Linked DNA regions of Gossypium arboreum: regions 1 and 3 are each linked to region 2. The links are chromatin contacts, called in public Hi-C maps. All regions are on one chromosome and are shown on one strand. Each heading gives the region's core, a stretch centred on a gene start, on an enhancer-like site or on the middle of the called end of the contact. The rest is flanking DNA. Distances are from core to core; before and after follow the strand shown. Region 1 holds the start of LOC108454153 (zinc-finger homeodomain protein 9). Region 2 has its middle 7.5 kb from the start of LOC128281351. Region 3 holds the start of LOC108453988 (structural maintenance of chromosomes protein 4).

Region 1 (2,700 bases), core at 154-2,653, 73 kb before region 2:
ATTTAAGAGGAAGAAGAGCCATTAATTCCAACATGAACAACACTATCAGTTTCAAAGTGATGGTTGAGATTCTGACCATTGTTGTTGTTGTGGTGATGGTGGTCTTCATGGCTGAGTCCATTCTCAGTATTGTTGTTATTCCCAGTTTCTCCTTCATTAATGGCTTGATCTTTCTTCCCAAAAGTGTTCTTATTGTTATGCATCCAAACTTTTAAAACCCCTCTATCAACCCCAACTTCACTGCAAAACTCTTGGATAGCTTGTTCATCTCTTTTCTGAATCTTCCACCCAACTTTCTCAGCGAATTCCAACATCTTATCTTTCTGAAACTGAGTGAACTTTGTTCTGAATCTTTTCTTTGAGTGGGAACCCAGATTTGTGGTGTTTGGGGTAAGGGTTCCTAAGCCTTGTAAATGAGAGTTATTTTGATGGTGGTTGTTGTCTAATGCACCAGCTAAACCACCTGAAAGGGCTAAAAGCATGTGAGGAGCTGAAGGGTAGTAAGATGATGAGATCGGTGGTGGGGAAGCTGAGTTTGGACTACGATGTGGTGCTTGACTTGCTGGAGGCGGTGGATGGTGACGGTGGTGAGGCTGATATTCTATAGTAGCGGTGGCTGTTGTTGTGGGTGGTGGGTCATCTGATTCTCGGCGGTGGAAGTTGCGGTGGCAACCACAAGCTGCACACTTGAGGGAAGTTGGGTCGGATGGGGTGGCTGATGGGGAAGGCATGAATTCACCACAGCCGTCTAAAGCATGTCCACCCAAAGTGGCTGCATGGTTCTTGAGGCATTCCTTGTAGCTCACCACTATGGGCGGCGCATGGTGGAGGTAGTGGTGGTGAGGTTGGTGGCGCTTGAGAACACCGTTAGTAAAAGATTTGGGCTTGGCAGGATGGATCCGAACTGGTGTTTCGGTCTCTGGGTCGGGTGATTTGGGTGTTGTGGTACTTAGTGGAGGGGTGCTTGTAGGGGCTATTTCCATGGCTCTAACATCTAGAGTCAACAAAACACCTAAACTTAATGGGGGGAATTATAAAAAGATGGGATGAAATTGAATTTAAAATAGGGTTTCCAATATGGGTTTTGTGAGAATTTTGATACCATGGAAGAAAATTAAGAAGATTGGAGTTGAAAAAAAAAAACAGAAAAGGCTGGTTGTTTCTTCTTTGTTTGTTTGGAGGTTATCGCTTGGAAAATGAAGGGAAAAAGAGGAAAGGGCGGAGGCGGAGGCGGAGGCGATGGTGGTGGTGGTGGTGGTGGAGGAGGAAGGAGGACTGTTGATAATAAAAAATCTGTGGTTGTGGTTGCCCTTCTTAACCACTTGAGTTTTTAACCAGAGTTCTAATCCATGGTTAAGTTGTCGACCCCTTTAGGGTTAGATATGTTTGTGTAATTAATACATACATACAAAAATTTTATTTAGGAAATTTTTAAACTTAACGTAATATTAGAACCATGGCGCATACTGTTAGACCATAATGAAAATTAGTTTTGGGTTTAAATTTTTTTTAATGTTAGTCCTTTTAACTTCTAAATGTTTTAATATTGGGACTTTAAATTTTTTTATCTCAGTTAGTCTTTGAAAATATAAAATTCAATCTTTAACGGGAGAATAATTTTTAAGTTCTAAGACCTAATTTAAATAGAAAAAAACTATTTAAACCCATAAGAAAAATTATCAAATCTAGACTAAAATATGAAAACAATCACCAAATTTTAACCCTAACTTAAAAAATACTCAATATAAAAAACTTATCTAAAGCCCAAATAATCATTTAACACTTTAAAAATAAAAAAAAATGTATAGCAAGTTTTAATTTGAATTATCTAAAATTACTGTGTATTAAAGATAAATCTTAAGTTAAATATAAGAAATTTTAGGTTATATGTGCCATTTTACCAGTGATTTTTTTTACAAGTGATAATTATATTTACCTGTGAGATTAATAAACTTAGGTTATTTATATAATTGAAAATAGGCTAGTTTACCCGTAAAAAAGAATTTAATTTTATAAATAATTATTTAATATATGAGTAGTAGAACTTTTGAGTTCACAATCCAATAAAGAACAACGTTTATCTTTAATTGATATTTTAAAATAAATAATATAAATGACTATTTCTTTTGTTTGTGGAATTAAAAATTTTCACCTTAAATATATTAAATAATAATATTTAAATCTATTATAAGTTAAATAAAAATATGTGCCACCTTTTAAATTTTACTTGTGAAGTTTAAATTATATCTTAATTGTTTCTTTAAAATATTTAAAAATACTAGAATAAATTTAAAACATGATAGATGGATTTTCTTAAAATATATATCTATGAATTAAAAAAAGTAAAATTCTAAATATAAATAGAGTACACTATTCAATTAGTCACCTATTTTCATAATTTTTATTTTGATGACCGAAAAATAAAAATTTGTAAATAGAGCATTGTCATTACAAAAACGTTTTTATTTTAGTTACCGCCATTAATTCAATGTTATTGTAGATTTATTTTAATTTAAAGGCAAATTCTAAGTTTATATATTTTCTAAAGTATGCTCTAACGATATCTAGTGCCCTTAGTGTAGTTCTTTGTCATATACACTTGTAATTTTTCAAACAAATTGATTTGATAAAATTCCATCATTCACGATACTACCATTTGTATATTCTCCTTAATGGTTTTTGCACACAAAACAAAATGTA
Region 2 (2,700 bases), core at 179-2,678:
TAGAGTTTCTTTAAATAATAACTCTACTTACGTCAATAAAATTAACAGATTTTTGTTACCTCAAACTCTTTTAACTAATAATTATAATTATAATTACCATAATTTTTCTATATTTTATGTTTAGAGTTTTGTTCAGTACTAAATTTGTTTTAAATTAGCACAACTTTTTTACATCAATTTTTTAATTAATCATTGTAAATTAAACGTTAGCTTTTTAGCTAATAATTTTAAATTAAATTACAATTATTTTTAAATGTAAATTTAATAATATGATGATTTTTGTCAATTCAAAGTTTCTCTGAATTTGTGCTTTTATATATATGGATAGGTGTGTTAAAATATGCTATAAGTTTTTGTAATATTTAAAAATTAGATATTTAGTCTCTCTACTTTTAAGATTTTAAAATTTAGGTCCAATAGTTAACTTTTTTTTGTTAAATTCAGGTTAACACAATGCTATTTTTTATTTACATGGCAACTAAGTGAGTATTTTTTATTTCAAAATGTCACACCAACAAATTTAACAAAATTTTTAATATTGCTAATAATTGTATCTAAATTTTGAAATTTTAAACATAGAGATTAAATTTCTGAAAATAAAAATATAATGACTAAATTCCAAATTTTCTACAAATACAAAGACTTATAAAATATTTTAGCCCATCTGAAAACTTCCCCATACTTTTTCCTAATTGAAGAGAATTCTGCGATTTTGTAATTGATTTTAATATAAATGGATATATTGCTTTTAAAAAAATAACAAAATTGATATCGTTCAACCTCAGTAAAAAAATTTGGTAAAAAGACCTTTGGTGTTCTCTCAATTTCAATATTGAGTAAATTAGTTCCTCTTGAAAAATAGAGCAATTTAGTCCTTGATAATTTTAAAATGAGCAACTAAGGACAATTAATAACAACGTTAATATTTTTGTCAATTTAAAAAAGACTAAATTATTTAAAATTAATGAAAAATATTAACGCCATTATTAATTGTCCTTAGTTACTTATTTTTGAATTTGATTTTCATTTTTTTGAAAGAGATTAATTTACTCAATATTAAATTTAAAGGGATTAGAAAGGTGTTTTTACCAAAAACTTTATTATTCTTATTTTGAAAGTTTCACTAGTATAAAATAGTGGGAATTAAACTCCAACCTTCAAGATTTATGAGTTCAGTGCCAAGCCCTCATCTGCTCCTAATTATGGTAGCTTGGGCCAATAGTGACCCTTTTTGTGTCATTTGGGCCCCTTTCGAGATTTTGAGAATTCAAAACTCCTAAAACACTGTTTTCAGCCTAAAATTTTGTTGGTTGGGTCACCTGCAGGTTCTTTTTTTCTCTTGTGAACTTTCAAAGTGGCAATTTGGCAACAATTATTCACAATCAGATCTCTTATATATGTATATAATCCATCCTTTGCTAAAGGAACAGGAACATGGCATTTTGATGTTGTAAAAGTTGGGGGAAAAAAACTTTTTAGAAAATACAATTAATCATAGCAGTTGTATTCATGTTTGATTTTTCTTTGGTAGGATAAGATAAAAAATTTGTGGGTAAAAATCTCGTGAAGATTTTATATTAAAAGTTAAATTATATTTTATTTTTTACTAAAAATAAATAAATTAATCTATGTATTATAAATTAAAAATAATTAATTTTTATTAAAAATTTATCTATTTCTCCTTTATCCAATTTCCATATTTGAGATTATGTAATATAACTGTAAATAATCAGATAAAGTCTTAATTGGTTTAATCATGTGATGGAGAGATGTCATGCAGGTGCAATGGTGACATGCTGGGTTTAAATAAAATCCTAAAAATTTGAAGGAAAACAAAAAACACAAGTGGGAAACAGGAAAGAATAAGTAAACAAAAGCCTTAATAATGGCATTTCTGACAAATCTACCTAATAGTACTCTACAATTTTCTACAGTTAATAAATTTCTGGAAATTATTAGGTGTTTTGTTTTTGTGAGGGGAAATAGCTACTTAGCATCTGCCATTTGGTCCTACTTGCTCCCTGTATATGCACATTGCACTAATTATTATACACTTTTTTTTCTAAAATTAATAACCAAAATTATCATTAACATATTATTTTTATTGAATTTTATAAATATATTGAACTAATTCCAGAAAAAAAAAACTGATTTTTTTCCATTTCTTTTATTTTTTTAATTCAAGAAATTCTAAGTTTAAATAAAAGTTCATAAAAAGTGGAATGTCACTAGCAATGGCTAGCAAATGTGTATGAATGATTTGTTTAAGGGTGCATTTTTTGCTTGTAGAATTTGATTGTTTGTTGAGGCTTTAACCACCAAAATAATTGATTATTTGTAGGGCTATGTGCCCCATGTGGTAGGTACCTAATCTAGGTTTTCTTGACATGGTTAAAATGATGAAACACCATAATCAGTTAAATCCCTACTCTAACACTGCAAGCATTATTGAAAGATTGAATTTAGTTGGTTTGAAGTTATTTTCAATATTTACATTCATTATTTTATCGTTTTTTAATCATATAGTCGCATTGATCTCTGCTTATAAGAATGAGGCATATTTCATGATTAGTTTTTTTTTATTTGAAAAGCTTTAGTAACAAAGAAATTAGTCATTACTATCGGTAATGGATATCTTAGTTTTAAAAGAAGAGATAAACAACAAATTTCATCAAATTTCAATAAAAGTACTATGCAAGC
Region 3 (2,700 bases), core at 157-2,656, 79 kb after region 2:
GGGTTGAAAAAAAAACAAAAACATAATGTTAACAATTCTTGCAGGCATAAAAACTTATTTCATGTATCAATTTTAAACTTTGAATTTGTATTATTTGCTAAATCATCTCAAAATGGATGAAAAAGTTAATTTTTGTTAACTGATGACGAATCCACATGATAGCCCATATATATCATGTTTATGACATTTTGGCAATTAATTAATTTTAAATTTTTATAATTTTATACTTTTAAAAATAATTTTAATAATTTTTTGAATTTCTTAAAATTTAAAAATTTAATTTATTACTAACACGGCATCTACATGGCAATCTACGTGTATACCACGTCAAAAAATTTGACAAATATTAATTTTTTATCTATTTTAGAGTGATTTGACAAATAACATAGATTTAAAGGTTAAAAGAGACGAAAAATTAAATAAAAGACTAAATTAATTTTTTTATAAAATTAAAGAGCCAAATAAATATTTATGCCTTCTTAATATATAACTAAGTCGTAGATGAATACCATATGACCTCATTTCAAATGAATGTGATTTCTATCTCAATCATAATATTGTTTTATCATGCAAACTTTCATGAAAAGAAAAGAAAAAAAAAAGGAGAAAAGAGGATAAAGAAAGAGGAAGAAAAATGAAAGAGGAAAAGAAAACAAAAGACAAAGTTAAAAGAAAAAGAATTAAATTGTTAAAAAAAAAAGTATAGGGATTAGTTGTATAATGTAACTTGAAATTTTCATATGAAAATGATGATATTAATGCGATACTTCAATTTACTGTTATATCGATAATGCTATTTAATGGGCCAATGATTATAACTTAACAAATTGATGACATACATGACCAAAAGTATTTACCTTTTTTTTTTTTTTTTGCCAATATATTGTTTGGGAATCCAATTGGCTAAGAAAACTAGCCATGATACTTCGACTAGTGTTGGACTTTGTTCACTAATTTAGTTCTTAATGTTTACTTATTTTGTTATTTTAGTCACCAATTTTAATGGCACTATATGACGACTCACATGATAGTCCATGTATACTTTATAAAAAAATATTTTTTAAAAATTCAACAAATTATAAAAGGTTCATTTTTTAAAATATAACCACATCAACAATGAAGTACACGTGAATTGCCACACGCGTTACAACGCTAGGGCTATTAAAATCTTAATTTTCAGTGAGCTTTTCTATTTAACAAGAAGTAATTTGACTAAAATTTGAAGGTTGAGAACCAAAGCGATCCATAAAAAAAATTAGGACTAAAGTGAGAAAATGAGTAAACAGTAAGAACTAAAATTGTCATTATGCCTTAAAAAAACATAAACGATGTGTGTTTTATTTTTGCAATGTGCAAGTTTCAGAAGCTTATTAATGGTCAAAAGGGCCGAACGAAGGCCCATTTATGTTTTTTTCATTTCAAATTCCCGCTAAAATATCCCTTTTGAAATTTCGCTCAAATACTTATTAAACTTTTTCATCTTCCTTTTACTTGTTTATTCCATCAAATCGTCTCGAAGTCTCAAACCGATTCAACAGCAGCGAGTTGACTCAGCAGCCGCTCATTTCCGTATGGGGGTGGAAACGAAGGATGAGTTCGCGACTCGCGAACCAGAGCAGGCCCAAGTGGGATCTCGAGGACCGAGGTTAGTAATTAACGAGATGGTGATGAGGAACTTCAAGTCTTATGCCGGTGAACAGCGCGTCGGTCCCTTTCACAAGGTTATATTTTCTTTTATCGTTTAATTTTGATATTTTTTTTTGGTTTCTAGGAAAGTTTGGAAATTGAGAAGGAAAATTGCAAAATTTATGTAATAATTCCACGGACTCAACTTGGATTAGCTTTTCCTTTCGTTATTAGTTCATTATTTCGTTTTTTTTTCTTTTGAGAAAATGAAGAACTGAGAAGGAAATTAAAAATTACATGACTTCAACTCGAATAGCTTTCTTTTTTTTTTCTCCTTTTTGTTGTAATTTTAACGGTTTCCTTTTGGTTACTGAGAAAGCACTGGAAATCGAGAAAGAAAATTCCAGATTGATGAACATTTCAAAAATTTATATTTTCGATTACCTTTTTTTTTTTTTTTTTAATAGTTAGATGTAGAAAGTAAGCTTTTAGTTTGTTTGTTAGTAGTCTAACTCCTGCTTGGTTGCCAAGAAAAAAAATGTAAAATGATATGATAATTGCACGAATTGAATTTGAGATAATTTATTTTTTCTGTTCTTAGTGTTCCCTTCTTTTGGTTGCGAGAAAGAGGTGGAAAATTGAGTGGCAAGTTGCTAGTCTATATGACAAGTTCAAAAATTTAACTCAAATTATGACTTTTTCAAATAATTATCTTTCGTATTTCAAGTCTTAGTTTCTTTAAGTTTGTTCACTGTACTATTGAGTAGGCTAAAAAGATATCATTTTGTCCTCAAATTTTACTTTTCATCTTAGGAATTTAATATTTCTTCCACTAACTATAAAGTTTAAACTCTTTCTCTCTGTTCCCCCCGATTTCTTTTCTTGTTTCGATGAAATTTAGAGCTTTTCTGCTGTGGTTGGGCCAAATGGAAGTGGTAAAAGCAATGTGATAGATGCCATGCTTTTTGTATTTGGGAAGAGAGCAAAGCAGGTAGTTTTTATTAGCAAAATTCTATTATTTGGGTATTTATCTTCTTTTTTGTTCCTATGTAGCTACAATGGTACTTCTAATCA

What was found. Hi-C and Micro-C count contacts between places; a contact is called where the count stands out from the background.
Region 1: a Hi-C map of leaf shows a contact between it and region 2, with 2.4 times the contacts expected there. The contact joins the promoter of LOC108454153 here to the enhancer-like site in region 2. A contact is called at or near these places in 2 of 5 Hi-C or Micro-C datasets (both in leaf).
Region 3: a Hi-C map of leaf shows a contact between it and region 2, with 5 times the contacts expected there. The contact joins the promoter of LOC108453988 here to the enhancer-like site in region 2. A contact is called at or near these places in 3 of 5 Hi-C or Micro-C datasets (all in leaf).

What each region holds. Positions count from the first base shown.
Region 1 is chr9:3,585,194-3,587,893 of ASM2569848v2, reverse strand. It overlaps LOC108454153 (zinc-finger homeodomain protein 9), which reads right to left and starts at 1,403. Exons shown (of 1, transcript XM_017752500.2): 1 at 1-1,403. The coding sequence starts at 983. The coding sequence ends at 3.
Region 2 is chr9:3,512,114-3,514,813 of ASM2569848v2, reverse strand. No RefSeq gene overlaps it. Among protein-coding and RNA genes, the nearest start is that of LOC128281351, 7.5 kb to the right of the region's middle. Within about 2 kb of position 1,428, at least 2 of the 2 cell types and tissues checked have an H3K27ac peak or open chromatin away from gene starts, as enhancers often do. A contact at or near this core is called in leaf, where this site is marked.
Region 3 is chr9:3,433,589-3,436,288 of ASM2569848v2, reverse strand. It overlaps LOC108453988 (structural maintenance of chromosomes protein 4), which reads left to right and starts at 1,406. Exons shown (of 28, transcript XM_017752262.2): 1 at 1,406-1,721; 2 at 2,528-2,617. The coding sequence starts at 1,572.